2 separate regions of the Sus scrofa genome follow, and region 1 is linked to region 2. A link is a contact called in public Hi-C data. All regions are on one chromosome and are shown on one strand. Each heading gives the region's core, a stretch centred on a gene start, on an enhancer-like site or on the middle of the called end of the contact. The rest is flanking DNA. Distances are from core to core; before and after follow the strand shown.

The links. A called contact is a pair of places that touch in the nucleus more often than the background predicts.
Region 1: a contact with region 2 is called in a Hi-C map of skeletal muscle, with 1.5 times the contacts expected there. The contact joins two enhancer-like sites. A contact is called at or near these places in 1 of 47 Hi-C or Micro-C datasets (skeletal muscle) and 1 of 2 datasets of contacts at active chromatin or transcription factors (skeletal muscle).

What each region holds. Positions count from the first base shown.
Region 1 is chr13:202,693,585-202,699,878 of Sscrofa11.1, forward strand. No RefSeq gene overlaps it. Among named protein-coding and RNA genes, the nearest start is that of PSMG1, 79 kb to the right of the region's middle. Within about 2 kb of position 1,772, at least 27 of the 83 cell types and tissues checked have an H3K27ac peak or open chromatin away from gene starts, as enhancers often do. A contact at or near this core is called in skeletal muscle, where this site is marked.
Region 2 is chr13:202,474,480-202,481,228 of Sscrofa11.1, forward strand. It overlaps ETS2 (protein C-ets-2), which reads left to right. Exons shown (of 10, transcript XM_021070986.1): 6 at 932-1,015; 7 at 2,216-2,440; 8 at 3,292-3,555; 9 at 5,589-5,707. Among named protein-coding and RNA genes, the nearest start is that of ETS2, 14 kb to the left of the region's middle. Within about 2 kb of position 3,787, at least 23 of the 83 cell types and tissues checked have an H3K27ac peak or open chromatin away from gene starts, as enhancers often do. A contact at or near this core is called in skeletal muscle, where this site is marked.

The DNA of each region.
Region 1 (6,294 bases), core at 522-3,021, 220 kb after region 2:
AATATTACTCACACATGAAAAAGAATAAAATAGGAGTTCCTGTTGTGGCACAGTAGAAATGAACCTGACTAGGAACCATGAGGTTGCAGGTTTGATCCCTGGCTTCACTCAGTGGGTTAAGGATCCAGCATTGTCATGAGCTGTGGGGTAGGTTGCAGACGTGGCTCAGATCTGACGTTACTGTGGCTGCAGCACAGGCTGGCAGCTGCAGCTCCAATTAGACCCCTAGCCGGGGAACATCCATATGCCACAGGTGCAGCCCTAAAAAGCAAAGAAAAAAAGAGAGAGAAATAATGCCATTTGCAGCAACATAGATGGACCTAGAGATTATCATACTAAGTGAAGTAAGTCAGATGAAAAAGACAAATATAATATTGCTTGCAGATGAGATCTAAAAAAAACAATACAAATGAACTTATTTTTAAAACAAAAATAGACCCACAGACATAGAAAACAAACTTATAGTTACCAAAGGGGAAAGCAAGAGAGAGGCAAATTAGGAGTTTGGGATCAAAATATACACACTACCATATACAACAGATAACCAACAAGGACCTACCTACAGCACTGGGAACTTCACTCAGTATTTTGTAACGACCTATAACAGAAGAGACTATAAGAAAAAAATATATACCCGTATATGTGTGCATGTTTGTGTGCGGGTGTGTGTATAATCAATTCACTTTCGTGCATTTGAAACTAACACAACATTGTAAGTCAACTGTATTTCAATAAAAACCTTTGTTTAAAGAATCAATATCAAGGCAAAAAAAAAGAGAACTTCTGATTGTGAACTTCAGTTCAGATCAGAGAACTTCTGATCTGAAGCCCTGGGATGTGCCCTGACATAAGCAGCTGACTTGAATTTGAGGAAAGCTGGGCCACCCTCTGGCTGGGTTGGTTTTGAAGACGAAAGGCTGACGAATCGATTGATGAGTTCCTCAATGCCTTCTCTACCATCTTCCCTGAGATTCATCAGGGGGCTGGAAGGGGTGCCCACACTCAGAAACTCATTCATCCAACAAGCATTCACTGAGTGCTTATTGAATACAGGCACCATGCTACATCTTGGTATTCCAAGCCGTGCATTCCAGGAGGTTTGGGCAACTTGGTTTGGATGCTTCCAGTAACGAGGAGCTCATGACCTGTACAGAGCAGCCTATCTGATGGCTGGACAGCACTGCGCTTCCTCAGAAATACCAAACCTCCCCAGCATGATCCCCCACCTGCCAAACCAGTCAAATACCAGTAGGTACCCCCACCACATACAGGTACACAGAGAATAGGCAATGAAGGAGTTCCATGGTGGCCTTGCAGTTAAGGACCCAGTGTTGTCACTGCTGTGGCTCTGATTGCTGCTGTGGCTCAGGTTCCATCCCTGGCCTGGGAACTTCCACATGCCATGGGCGTGCCCCCACCAAAAAAAGAATAGGCAAGGAAACTGCCGACAAACAAAAGCACAGTGACTACAGCCTTTATCAGACCTGGTGTTAAAAGCAAAATCAAGTTCACATCCCATGACTTCCTGGAAAGTCCCCTAAGGCCGGCAAAGTTGAGGACTGAATTCTAAGGCTCTGTTTCCCATGAAGAGAGGGCCCTCCTTCCAAGGGCATTATCAGGGCTCTTCCCTTAAACCTTTGTCTCCAAAAAAGGCAAAGGGAGTCTGGGCAGTGCAGTGATGAAAACCCCCAGCCTGGGGCCAGGCAGGTCTGGGCTGGAGAGGCTGCCCTTTCCCCTACTTACTGCTGGATCTGGACGTGCGGTGCGTCAGTGAGCTGGAGGCAGGGCTTCCTGGTCTGTCAAGCTGGGCGGTGATCTAGAGTGGCCCGACTGAGCCACACCATCTGCAGTGGCCATGAGGCTAGGCGCCCGCAGTCAATCAAAAGTCTCCCAGCCACCGTGCCCCCTGCCCCTGCCTCTCACCCAGGCCAGGGCGAGGTAGGGCAGACCCCGCGGAGACCAGAGCAGCCGTAGGGGCAAGGGATCAGGCTGATGGCCTGAGGTTAAAAGGGAAAAAATTAGTCTGATGGAAACAAAGGCAGACAGAGGTCAAGGCCAGAAGGAAAGAGGAGGTGCCCCAATGCAGAAAACACTAGAAGCAGGCCACCCCGCCGCACCCCACCCCAGGAATTCCTTGGTTGCATCCCAAGCCTCAATGCATCCTGCCCACGCCTGCAAAGTCCCGTTCTCCAGCAGCATCTGTACAAGATCTCAACCCACCAGCAAGTCATGAAATCAACTGAGACAGTCACAGCCAACAACCAATAAAAATGGCACAAGAATGGAATAGGAATAGAATATGTCAGGGAGTTCCCATGGTGGCTCAGTGGGTTAAGAACCTGACAAGTATCCAAGAGCATGCAGGTTCGATCCCTGGCCTCGCTCAGTGGGTTAAGGATCTGGCATTGCCATGAGCTGCAGTGTAGGTCGCAGATGCAACTCAGACCCCGCATTGCTGTGGCTGTGGCTTTGGTTGGCAGCTGCAGTTCCGATTCAACCCCTAGCCTGGGGGTTTCCAAATGCCGCGGGGGAGGCCATAAGAAGCAAAAAAAGAAAGAAAGAAAGAAAGAAAGGAATATGTCAGAATGTATAGCCTATGTAGGGTGAGTGTATTGTGTTAAAATGATTCAGCCACACATACATGTGTACACACACACCTGCATGGATACATACACGGCTACAGGCATTTGCACCTAGACTGGAACCAAAAATGTTAGCGTGCGTGTGGATATTAAAGGTTTAAGTATCCTTTGGAGAAATCTCCCCAGTTACACTCACATGCATGCACATACACACACACACACACACACACACACACACACACACACACATACATATGCACGTACGCATACACATATTTTGCTAAACTTCTCTCAGTGACATTCAGCTGGAAGCCCCCCTCTAAGGCATCTTTTAGGAACTCCTGAAGCCAGTGAGAGGAAAGGCAGAGGGTTCAATTCCATGACCCCATCGTGTCGCCTGGGGACGGTGGCCAGGACAGCAGAAGCAGAAGAGTCCATCAACAAGCATTTTATGTAAAGAGAGCAGTGAGATGTCCATGCATTTCCTGAAGACACAGATACATAAAATCAATTCCAACGGCAACAGTCAAATTCCACCATCGATTGAAAAATGAGGAAAGGGGCTCTAATAGTTACAGGCCAGGGCCGCTCTGCGTCTTTCCTCTCCAAGAGGCACGAGGGACAAGGGCAATTTGTACCCCAAAAAGACCTGCACTTTCAGGAACCCAGGATTCATCTGCTCAGGAAGCAAAAATTAGAATATTGACTTTTCCGGCTTTCAGCACCAGCTAACAGCCCTAGTGGGTGGGGATGGGGGGGATAGAAACTGCAACCAATCCCTGACATGTCAGCCCGCAGAATAGCATCCTGATTTCACAACACTTACCTAGAGCTCCCACAGCTTGTGGGTTTGTAAAAAAAATTTTACAAGTAGCCTATTGTTACAGAAAATTCCCATGCCCCAGAATCCCCAGCAGGTGCCTGGGAAGTCCATGATGAGGCGGGGTCCATGAGGGTGACGCCCAGGGCTTCCTCTCAGCCGTCCATCCATCATGCTGGGGTTCTTGAGGTTTGGGCTTTATGCCTTTCATTTTTCTACAGGTGCTCAATTTTTTTTTTCTTTTTATTTTTTCTTTTTGCTGTCACATGCAGTGGCTTGATGTGGGATCTCAATTCCCAGACCAGGGATTGAACCCAGGCCGCAGTGGTGAAATCGAGTCCCAATCACTAGACCACCAGGGAACTCCCTTGAGGCATTCCATTTTAAAGTGGGTCACAAAGGGTGGGCATCCTTTTCGGTTAATTGTAAGAAAATCAAAATCCTGGGAGTTCCCATTGTGGCACAGTGGGATAGAACCTAACCACAGCAGCTAGGGCCACTGCAGAGGCTTGGGTTCAATCCCTGGCCTGGAGTGCAGTGGGTTAGAGGATCTGGTGATACCACAGCTGCAGCGTAGGTTGAAGCTGTGGCATAGGTGGAAGCTGCAGCTCAGATTCAATCCTTTTTTTTTTTTTTTTTTTGCAGTTTTTCAAAATTTATCTTATTGAGATATAGCTGCTTTTCAGATTCAGTCCTTGAACCAGGAACTTCCATATGCCGGGAGTACAGCCAGAAAGGAAGGAAGGAAGGAAGGAAGGAAGGAAGGAAGGAAGAAAGAAGGAAAGAAAGAAAGAAAGAAAGAAGGAAAGAAAGAAAGAAAGAAAGAAAGAAAGAAAGAAAGAAAGAAAGAAAGAAAGAAAGAAAGAAAGAAAGAAAGAAAGAAAGAGAAAGAAGAAGAAAGGAAAGAAGGAAGGAGGGAGGAAGAAAGAAAATCAAAATCCCGGAGTCCTGTTGTGGCTCAGTGGTTAACAAATCTGACTAGGAATCATGAGGTTTTAGGTTCAATCCCTGGCCTCACTCAGGGGTTAAGGATCCAGCGTTGCCGTGAGCTGTGGGGTAGGTCGCAGACGTGGCTCGGATCCCACGTTGCTGTGGCTCTGGTGTAGGCCGGCGGCTACAGCTCCAATTAGACCCCTGACCTGGGAACCTCCATATGCCACAGGTGCAGCCCTAGAAAAGACAGAAAAAAAAAAAAATCCCACAGGGCCCCTTCCCTTTGAAGCTCAGCCTTTGCAGCCTCACACCCTCTTCACCACCCTCCTCCTTTCGTGGGCAATGCTACCCAAGGGTATAAGTAGCTAATACTTGCTGGGCACCCAACAGGGTGCCAACTTATCCCCCACTTGCTTGGAACTGTTAAGATTTTAACCCTAGCATCCAGGGAATCTCAGGCCCTTCAGGAAATCCCAGGAAAATGGGACAACTCGTCACCCTGACCACGCGCCGTGTGCTCTAAGTATTCCCCAAATATCATCTTCTTTGACCTGACCACCCACAGGGCAGCCCCTGCTCTCACCTCCTCTTTTCAGGTGTGGAACCGAGACTTAGGAGGTGATGGCACAAGAAGAAATGACAATTACAGAATGTGATGGAGCTGTTAGCTAATGCTTCCATGGGGATCGTATGGCAACACAGATGTATCAGATCTACCTGTGGTATACCTTAGTCTCACGCAATACATCAACGATAGCTCAGTGTTTAAAAAAGAGGTGTCTGGATCAGAGCCCGGAGTTGGGATTCTGACCTCAAGCTCTACTGCAGTTCTCCCACTCGGGTGCTTCCAGTCCTGGGACGGCGCTCCAGCCCCAGAGCTCCAGGGGGAGGGCAGGGGTCTTGATGGAGCACTTTTTATCATCACCTTATACAACACCACGCTCATAACAGAAGCTCCCCCTCACGCCTGCAATCAAAGGGATTTGTGTCGCAAGACATGTTTCTTTGAAAACTCCATCTTGTCCTTCTTTACTTTAAAAACAGTCACGGTGCTGGTAAATGACTTAAGCTTAAGAAGAGCTTAACCTTTCACCAGCTAAGTGGCTTTTAAAATAGTAAAAGAACTTAAACAATAGTAAACAAACCCTATATCATCCACCCATAGCCACTCCTCACTGGATCTCATCTAAAGAGCACAATAAAAGCAGTGTGGTTTCTGGAGGCAGGGCTCTTGGTCCCTGAGACCTTGCGTCCCCCGGTTCCCACCTTTACTTAAGATAAATGTCTCTGTGTCTCGTTTTTTTGTTTGTTTGTTTTTTGGGTTTTTTTGCTATTTCTTTGGGCCGCTCCTGCGGCATATGGAGGTTCCCAGGCTAGGGGTCGAATTGGAGCTGTAGCTGACGGCCTGCGCCAGAGCCACAGCAACGCGGGATCCGAGCCACGTCTGCGACCTACACCACAGCTCACAGCAATGCCGGATCCTTAACCCACTGAGCAAGGGCAGGGACCGAACCCGCAACCTCATGGTTCCTAGTCGGATTCGTTAACCACTGCGCCACGACAGGAACTCGTCTCGTTTTATGTTAACTTTTTTCCTTAAGTTCCACACCACCCGTTCTTCAGCCCCATCCTGCTGAGCTGGCCTCGGCAGATTTGTTCCTTCCAGAAATATTTATTAAGGATGATTTTGTATCAGGCTGGGAAAACAGTGGGGAAGGAAGGGATGGCGGGAGGAAGGGAAGGAGGGAAGGGGGAGAAATGCACAGCACGGTTGAAGGAAGCCAGGCAGACATTCCTGGTATTAAACACTGATTCGAAGGGTCCTAATCAGGAGTTTCCATGGACAGAACGTAGGGCAGGGGGGTCTTTGAAATTGCACAGGAAAAATGTTATTCACATTTTCACTGACCCCCAACTGAAAATCAGCATTTCCTTCCATCATCAATGGACACACAAAGA
Region 2 (6,749 bases), core at 2,537-5,036:
AGTCTTGATTTAGACCTTAAGAGAGCGATGTTGAAAGTTCATTGAGTTTAAAAGGAAAACCAAAAAAACATTATCGTGAGGGGTCATTCAAGGCAAAAATACAGGAAAATAAGTCCATTAGAAGGGTTCAGGAAATTATTTCTTATTTAATTGATTTTAAACTCCGCGTTTCAATGATCATAACAGACTGAGACTCTTAAAACGACCTTAGGGTCATTTGCCAGCTTTTTTTAGTTCTGGCTTCTGTTATTTTTAAAGACTCAAATTTTTCCTGAATTTGGACAAGACTGATTGATGGGACAAGTTTCTGGTGAATCTGTTTTTCAGCAGGCAGGTTGGACTCTTTTTGCCATTTCTCAGTGTGGGAGTCTTTGTGTGCGTGTGTGTGTGTGTGTGTGTGTGTGTGTGTGGTTGTGTGTGTGGAGGAAGTAAGCAGACAGGTGGGGGTGCTACCCTTTTCCCTTTTCAAGTTCCTGGGCAGGTGGTCCCCGTTCAGACCCCCATGGCACTGCTTTGACTTCTCTTTCTGTCGCGCTCACCACCCTGGACACACTGTCAGGGTTCGAGCCAGTGGGTCATGAGCCTCAGCAGGACAGGACCCCGTCCTTGGGACTAACCTGGAGTCCAGCTCCAGGTTCAGGTGCACTTCCCAAGCATTTAACCCTTTGTTGATGGCACCATCTGGATCTCTCACATGAGGCGATAGAACATTCTCCTTGGCTGATGGCCGCGTGAATTTGGGAAGACTTACTCTCATTACAGGAAAGCCCGTCTCTGTCTCTTGTGTTTGTAAATAACCCGATGACGTGGAACGCTATCCGATGAAGTGTCAAGTGCTCAATGCCTTCGGTTATGCTGAAACTCCTGTAGAACAGTAATCCAGAAAGGAACTTTCTTCCCCAGTCTTATGTCTCCTGGGTTTCTTTTTCAGAAAACCAAGAAAAGACAGAAGAGCAGTATGAAGAAAATTCACCCCTCAACTCCGTGCCTCAGTGGATTAATAGCAATTCATTAGGTCAGTGGAATCAATTCTGCCCTTAGGAGCTTGGTTCTAGGTCTTCCTGTCAGGTTGATGGCAAGTCCAAGGGCACCTTCACCTGCCCATACGGTGCCCATAAATCCAGACACTAAACAAGTGAAGTGTAGCTGGTCCACCTTGAAAATATAACACACACCCTCGGATCTGAAAGTCTCAGTATTGGACAAAGGACGCAGGCAGCTCCTTAATAATTTTCAAAATTCTGGTTACATGGTGAAATGATAATGGATCGCTGAGGTCAAGTAAAAGGTTCAAATTCATTTCACCTGTTTCTTTCTTTTTTTTTTTTTTTGGCCTATGGAGGTTCCCAGGGTAGGAGTCGTATCAGAGCTACAGCTGCCAGCCTCCACCACAGCCACAGCAACACGGGATCCTTAACCCACTGAGCGAGGCCAGGGATCGAACCCGAACCCGCAACCTCATGGTTCCTGGTCGGATTTGTTTCCACGGCACTACAATGGGAACTCCTCTTTTTTGGTTTTGTTTAATGTGGTTACTAGAAACCTGGCCTTGGTGGCTTGGGTTATCTTTGTGTTGGGCAGCATTGGTCTCAGGAATCTATAACTAATCGGGCAGAGTGGAGGGAACTGATTCCTGTGGTCGGATGAGCATAACAAACAAAGGTGGCAGATACGGGAAGTGTGTGGACAGCAAAACCCAACTTGCTCTGAACTTTGGCATGTAAAGAGGCGTCGTGGAATTCAGGTCTTTCCTGCTGGTGGTGGACCCTGGCGAGTGTAGGTGACTGTGGTCCCCAGCCGGTGTGGGCAGGTGGCTGGAGATGTCCCCTTACGAATCACGTACCGGATGGCAAGTCACTCAGCCTGCCTGAGCCTCAGGTTCTTGGGGAGCTGAACGTGGTGGTGCCCCTGTGATCCTGGGGCTCACTCGGAAGCCCTTGATAAATGAGAAATGTAGGGATAGTCACGCGAGCCATGCCCCCAGGGTCCAGAAATGCTGCAGGCATTTTGGGAAAAGCCTCATTGCCTAAGAGGATGAGGAGTTTGAGAAGAGGAGGGCTTCGTGGGAAGCCTGCCCACTGAAACCCCCATTTCCAGCAAGGTCTTGCAGAGGGAAGGCAGGAGTGGGCAGGGCTGCATGGCTGGGTGTGTGGAGGTGTCTCTGGTCCTCACGTCATGTCACCTAATAGCACTGCCGTCGGTGGTTCTGTTCCAGGTTTTGGGGTGGAGCAGACCCCGTATGGGGTGCAGACGCAGAACTACCCCAAAGGCAGCCTCCTGGACAGCCTGTGTCCAGCATCCTCCGCGCCCAGCACACTCGGTCCCGAGCAGGACTTTCAGATGTTCCCCAAGGCCCGGCTCAGCACCGTCAGTGTCAACTACTGCTCCGTCAGCCAGGACTTCGCCGGCAGCAGCCTGAACCTGCTCTCCAGCAGTGCTGGTAAGATCCAGGCTTCCAAGCGCCCCTCTCAACAGGGCCATTGGTTTAATTCCCAGAGCCATGCTTGGGCGGCGGCATGAGCTTCTTAACCAGTCTTCCCGTGTTGAGCCACTGGAGGTCAGGGACCTTTCTGTCTGGTCACTGTCAGAGCCAGCGCACCCCTCACAGGCTTCGGGCCCCAGGCTGGGCTGTGGGTGTCGGGTAAACGACACAGTCTCTGCTCCTGCAGCCAGATTCCTCCACCCAGGGGAACACGGGGGGAGACAGGGTTGGAAGGTGACAGATCTCTTTTTAGGGAGATGCACGTATGCCATGCGCAAAGCCCAGGTAGACTTTATCCACAACACACCTGTGTGACAGCCGCCCAGATTGTCATGGAGAGGGAGCCCGCACCCCACAAGGCTCCCTCGCACCCCCTCCCAGGCAGAAGCAGCCTCACCCCAAGGTCGTGCCATTGACCTGACTTTTATCACCGTGGTGTGTCCCGTCCTTGAACCTGGTGTAAGTGCAGTCGCACCTTCTCTTTCCTCCTGTGTTTGTCTTCTGCTCACTGTCATGTCTGAGAACCATCACGTGGCTGGACGTGGTGGCCAGTGGCCCCTTCTTGCAGTCAAGCACCCCACTCTGGAGCGACACTAGTGCCTCCATCCTACGGTTGATGGAAGATGCACTTGGGTGGTCTGTGCGTCCTCAGGAATAGGCAGCTCAGCTTAAGGGCCTCATGCAAAGTCTAGGAGATTCCACACCAGCTTGAAAGGGGCTGGTGGCCACGAAGCCACCATCATCACTAAGTGGTGGCGCCGGGCATCCCGGGGGCCTGGAGGGTCAGAGCCTGTGGTTCTCTCTCTCAGGGAAGCCCGGAGACCACGATGCCCCCGAGAACGGTGCGGACAGCTTCGAGAGCTCCGAGTCGCTGCTGCAGTCCTGGACCAGCCAGTCATCTCTGCTGGACGTGCAGCGGGTCCCTTCCTTCGAGAGCTTCGAGGACGACTGCAGCCAGTCCCTCTGCCTCAACAAGCCGACCATGTCTTTCAAGGATTACATCCAGGAGAGGAGCGACCCGGTGGAACAAGGCAAACCAGTTATACCTGCGGCCGTGCTGGCCGGCTTCACAGGTGAGCACGCTGCCCCAGGTCCCCGCCCCCTCCCTGCACCTGCCCAGCCCCATGCCTTGTGTACCCAGGGCGATGCTCGTTGCTCATTGGCCCACCTTGTGTTGTTCCCCCTTGTTGTATGTGTGGGCATCCGATACTGAATCCAAGAGAGACATGACTCCGGTCTGTCTTGGGGGGAGGGTGTTCGAGAACCCCCAGGCTGCTCCCTCACCTGGAATGTAAGTGCTCCCGAGGAGCCACAGGCCTCGGAGGCTTAAGCTCTGACTCAGCCATGCCAGGAATTTCTGAGAATGTTGACTGGCTCGGGGAGGGAGGCAGAGCCCGCCTCACATAACACAGCCACTGCTTACCTCTTCTCGCTTCTCCAGTCCGTCTCGTCCTGAAGGTTTGGGTACGGGCTATTCGAGGCCAGGGACAAATATGAAAGCTGTTTTTAGAGCCAGATATTTTCAGTACTTAAGCGAAAATATTAGAAAATTTTTTTCATTGCTTCTTGTGTCCTTAAATGTGCTTTTTTTTTTTTTCTTCCATATTTGGACCAAATGGAGCCACTGGGGATTAAGAAAAAAATCTACTTTAAAAAAAATCCAGTAGGTTAAAATAAGAATAGGGGGCCTGCTTTTTTTTTTTTTTTTTTTTTTTTTCTGTCATGGAAAACAAACAGCCATGGAAATGGCGTTAAAATGCTCAGCGTGTGGAAACTGCTGGAATTTTTCTGCGTGGGCGTCAGAGCCTGATAAGGAAAGAAACAGCCGTGGTGGTCGTGTTTTTCATTTCACTCTTAGTTACCATTTGTTGCTTGCCAGCTCTTTTTGGTTAACTGGGCGGATGGTCAGTAGACCCCAGAACAGCCTGGCGTGAGTGGTATTAACCCATTTTAACGTAGGCTCAGGAAGAAACTCCCACACTGACGTATTGATGATATAGCCTCTGTGACTTGGAGAACGGCTCTTGGACAGGCCTGTGATCCAGGACGAGGCACTCACTAGCCACTAAGCCCATTGTAGTCTTTTTTCTTTAGGGCCACACCTGCGGCATATGGAAGTTCCCAGGCTAAGGGTCCAATCCAAACTGCAGCTGCCAGTCTACACCACAGCCACAGCAATGCCGGATCCGAGCTACGTCTGCGGCCTACGCCACATCTGTGACCTGCACCACAGCTCATGGCAATGCTGGATCCGTAACCCACTGAGCAGGGCCAGGGATTGAACCTGCAACCTCATGGATACTAGTCAGATTCGTTACCAGTGGGAAGTCCCCACCTTATTCGTATGTTTAAAATGTCCATACAGCCGTACTCACTTCATTAGGCGGCGGCCATTCTAAATGCTAATCGGGAAAAGATAGGAGTTCCCCGGTGGTGTAGTGGGTTAAGGATCCAGTGGGTTGCTGCTGCAGCACAGGTTCAATACCTGGCCTGGGAACCTCTTCCTGCCACAGGATAGAGCCAAAAAAAATATATGAAGAGCCCGTGGCAGAGCATATACCTCACCAGACAGAGGTGGTGAGGCTGTAGCTACCAGCCCACATGCCCACATGACTGCTGAGCAAACCAAGTCTCGGCTTAAGCAATTTGGCCGCCATCATCTGGCAGGAGAGCCCAGCATGAGATTCCAGAAGTGACATGCCTTGTTCTGTGTTGAAAGGCCCCTTCAACCTCCCCCACCCTGTCCCTCGGCTAGTTTCAAGTAGTAAACCTGGACAGTTATTACATAAGAAGCAATTAAACAGGGTGAGGAATTTTGATGCCTAGAGTTGGTGGCTCAGAATTTTTTTTTTCCCCAGAAAGACCAAACCCAGCAATCGAAGGCCTAGTGACCTCTTTTCCAGGTGGAGGAAACCCTTGCCTCAGGGAGGGGTCTGACCTCCTCCCCTTCAAGCACCTGAGACCGTCGCCAGCACCCAGAATGACCCCTTGAGGTTGGCACCCAGTCCAGAGCCAGGCCTCTCATCCCTTATTTCAGTAGGAGGACGAAAGCCAGGCTGTATTTTAAATCTAGAGATAAACATCTAGCCCACCCCCTTCTCTGCAGGAAGTGGACCTATCCAGTTGTGGCAGTTCCTCCTAGAATTGCTCTCCGACAAATCCTGCCAGTCTTTCATCAGCTGGACGGGGGACGGATGGGAGTTTAAGCTCGCTGACCCAGATGAGGTAGGTCCAGAGCTTGGGAAATTGGCCTCCGGGCTCGCACACCTGATTGCATCACTGGGGCTTCCCAGATTCAACTCTCTGGCCCTTAGAAAGGGTTCACCAGGGTCCAGATGAGAACACTTCTACAGGATGCATTCCTGGCTGCTGGGAAACATGAAGTGCGGTCTTTTGTTTCGGTGATAAACAGTGTAGGGTCCCCCAGTGATGCACACAGCACCGGGCAGGCTTCACCGTCTTGCTCCATCATCTGATTAAAGGTGAAAGGTATAAATCGAGGCTCTTGCCTGACCCTCTGAAAATGTCCTAGGAAATGTGTCCTTTTTTCTGGGAGGCCTGAGCCCCTAGTAACTCTGTGCCAGCCCGAGGGCTGGGCTCAGCTCCTCAGCTGAGCTGGGCAGGGCTTCACAAGCCGCGTCTGGAGGAGAAAGCTGTGGACAGGTCCCATACAGGTCCCTCCAAGACAGCATACGGGGAGCCCTTGGTCTCTGGCACCAAGAGTGCACCGTCTGTCACCTCCCGGATTCCCTGGGGCAGCGGAAGCTAAGGGAGGCAGTGTCTCAGGGTCCCCATTGCACTCAGCAGCTGGTGATCGCCATGCAAACCCGGGGGGTAGGGGGGGAGGACCTGACAGCATCTTCCGGATTCTGAACCCTTGGCTCTTGGAGGTTTTGCTGAGGGAGAGGCCTTAGCAGACGCAGCTGTGGCTGGGCTCACCTCCGTCCATCCTGGGAGCAACAGCGGGGAACACAGAGCCGCAGCAGGTGCACCAGTGCAGACAGTCCCTCTGTGGAGCTTTTGTAGCAGTCGAGGCCTCAAGGCTGATGCATCAGAATCATCGTGGGGTCCCGTTGTGTCTCAGAGGGTGCAAACCTGACTAGTCCCCATGAGGATGCAGGTTCGATCCCTGGCCTCGCTCGGTGGGTTAGGGATCCCGTGTTGCCATGGCTGTATGTGTAGACCATCGGCTGCAGCTCCGATTCAGCCCCTCACCTGGGAACGTTCATAGGCCAAAAAAAAGGCCTCTTGGGGGAAGGTCATTCAC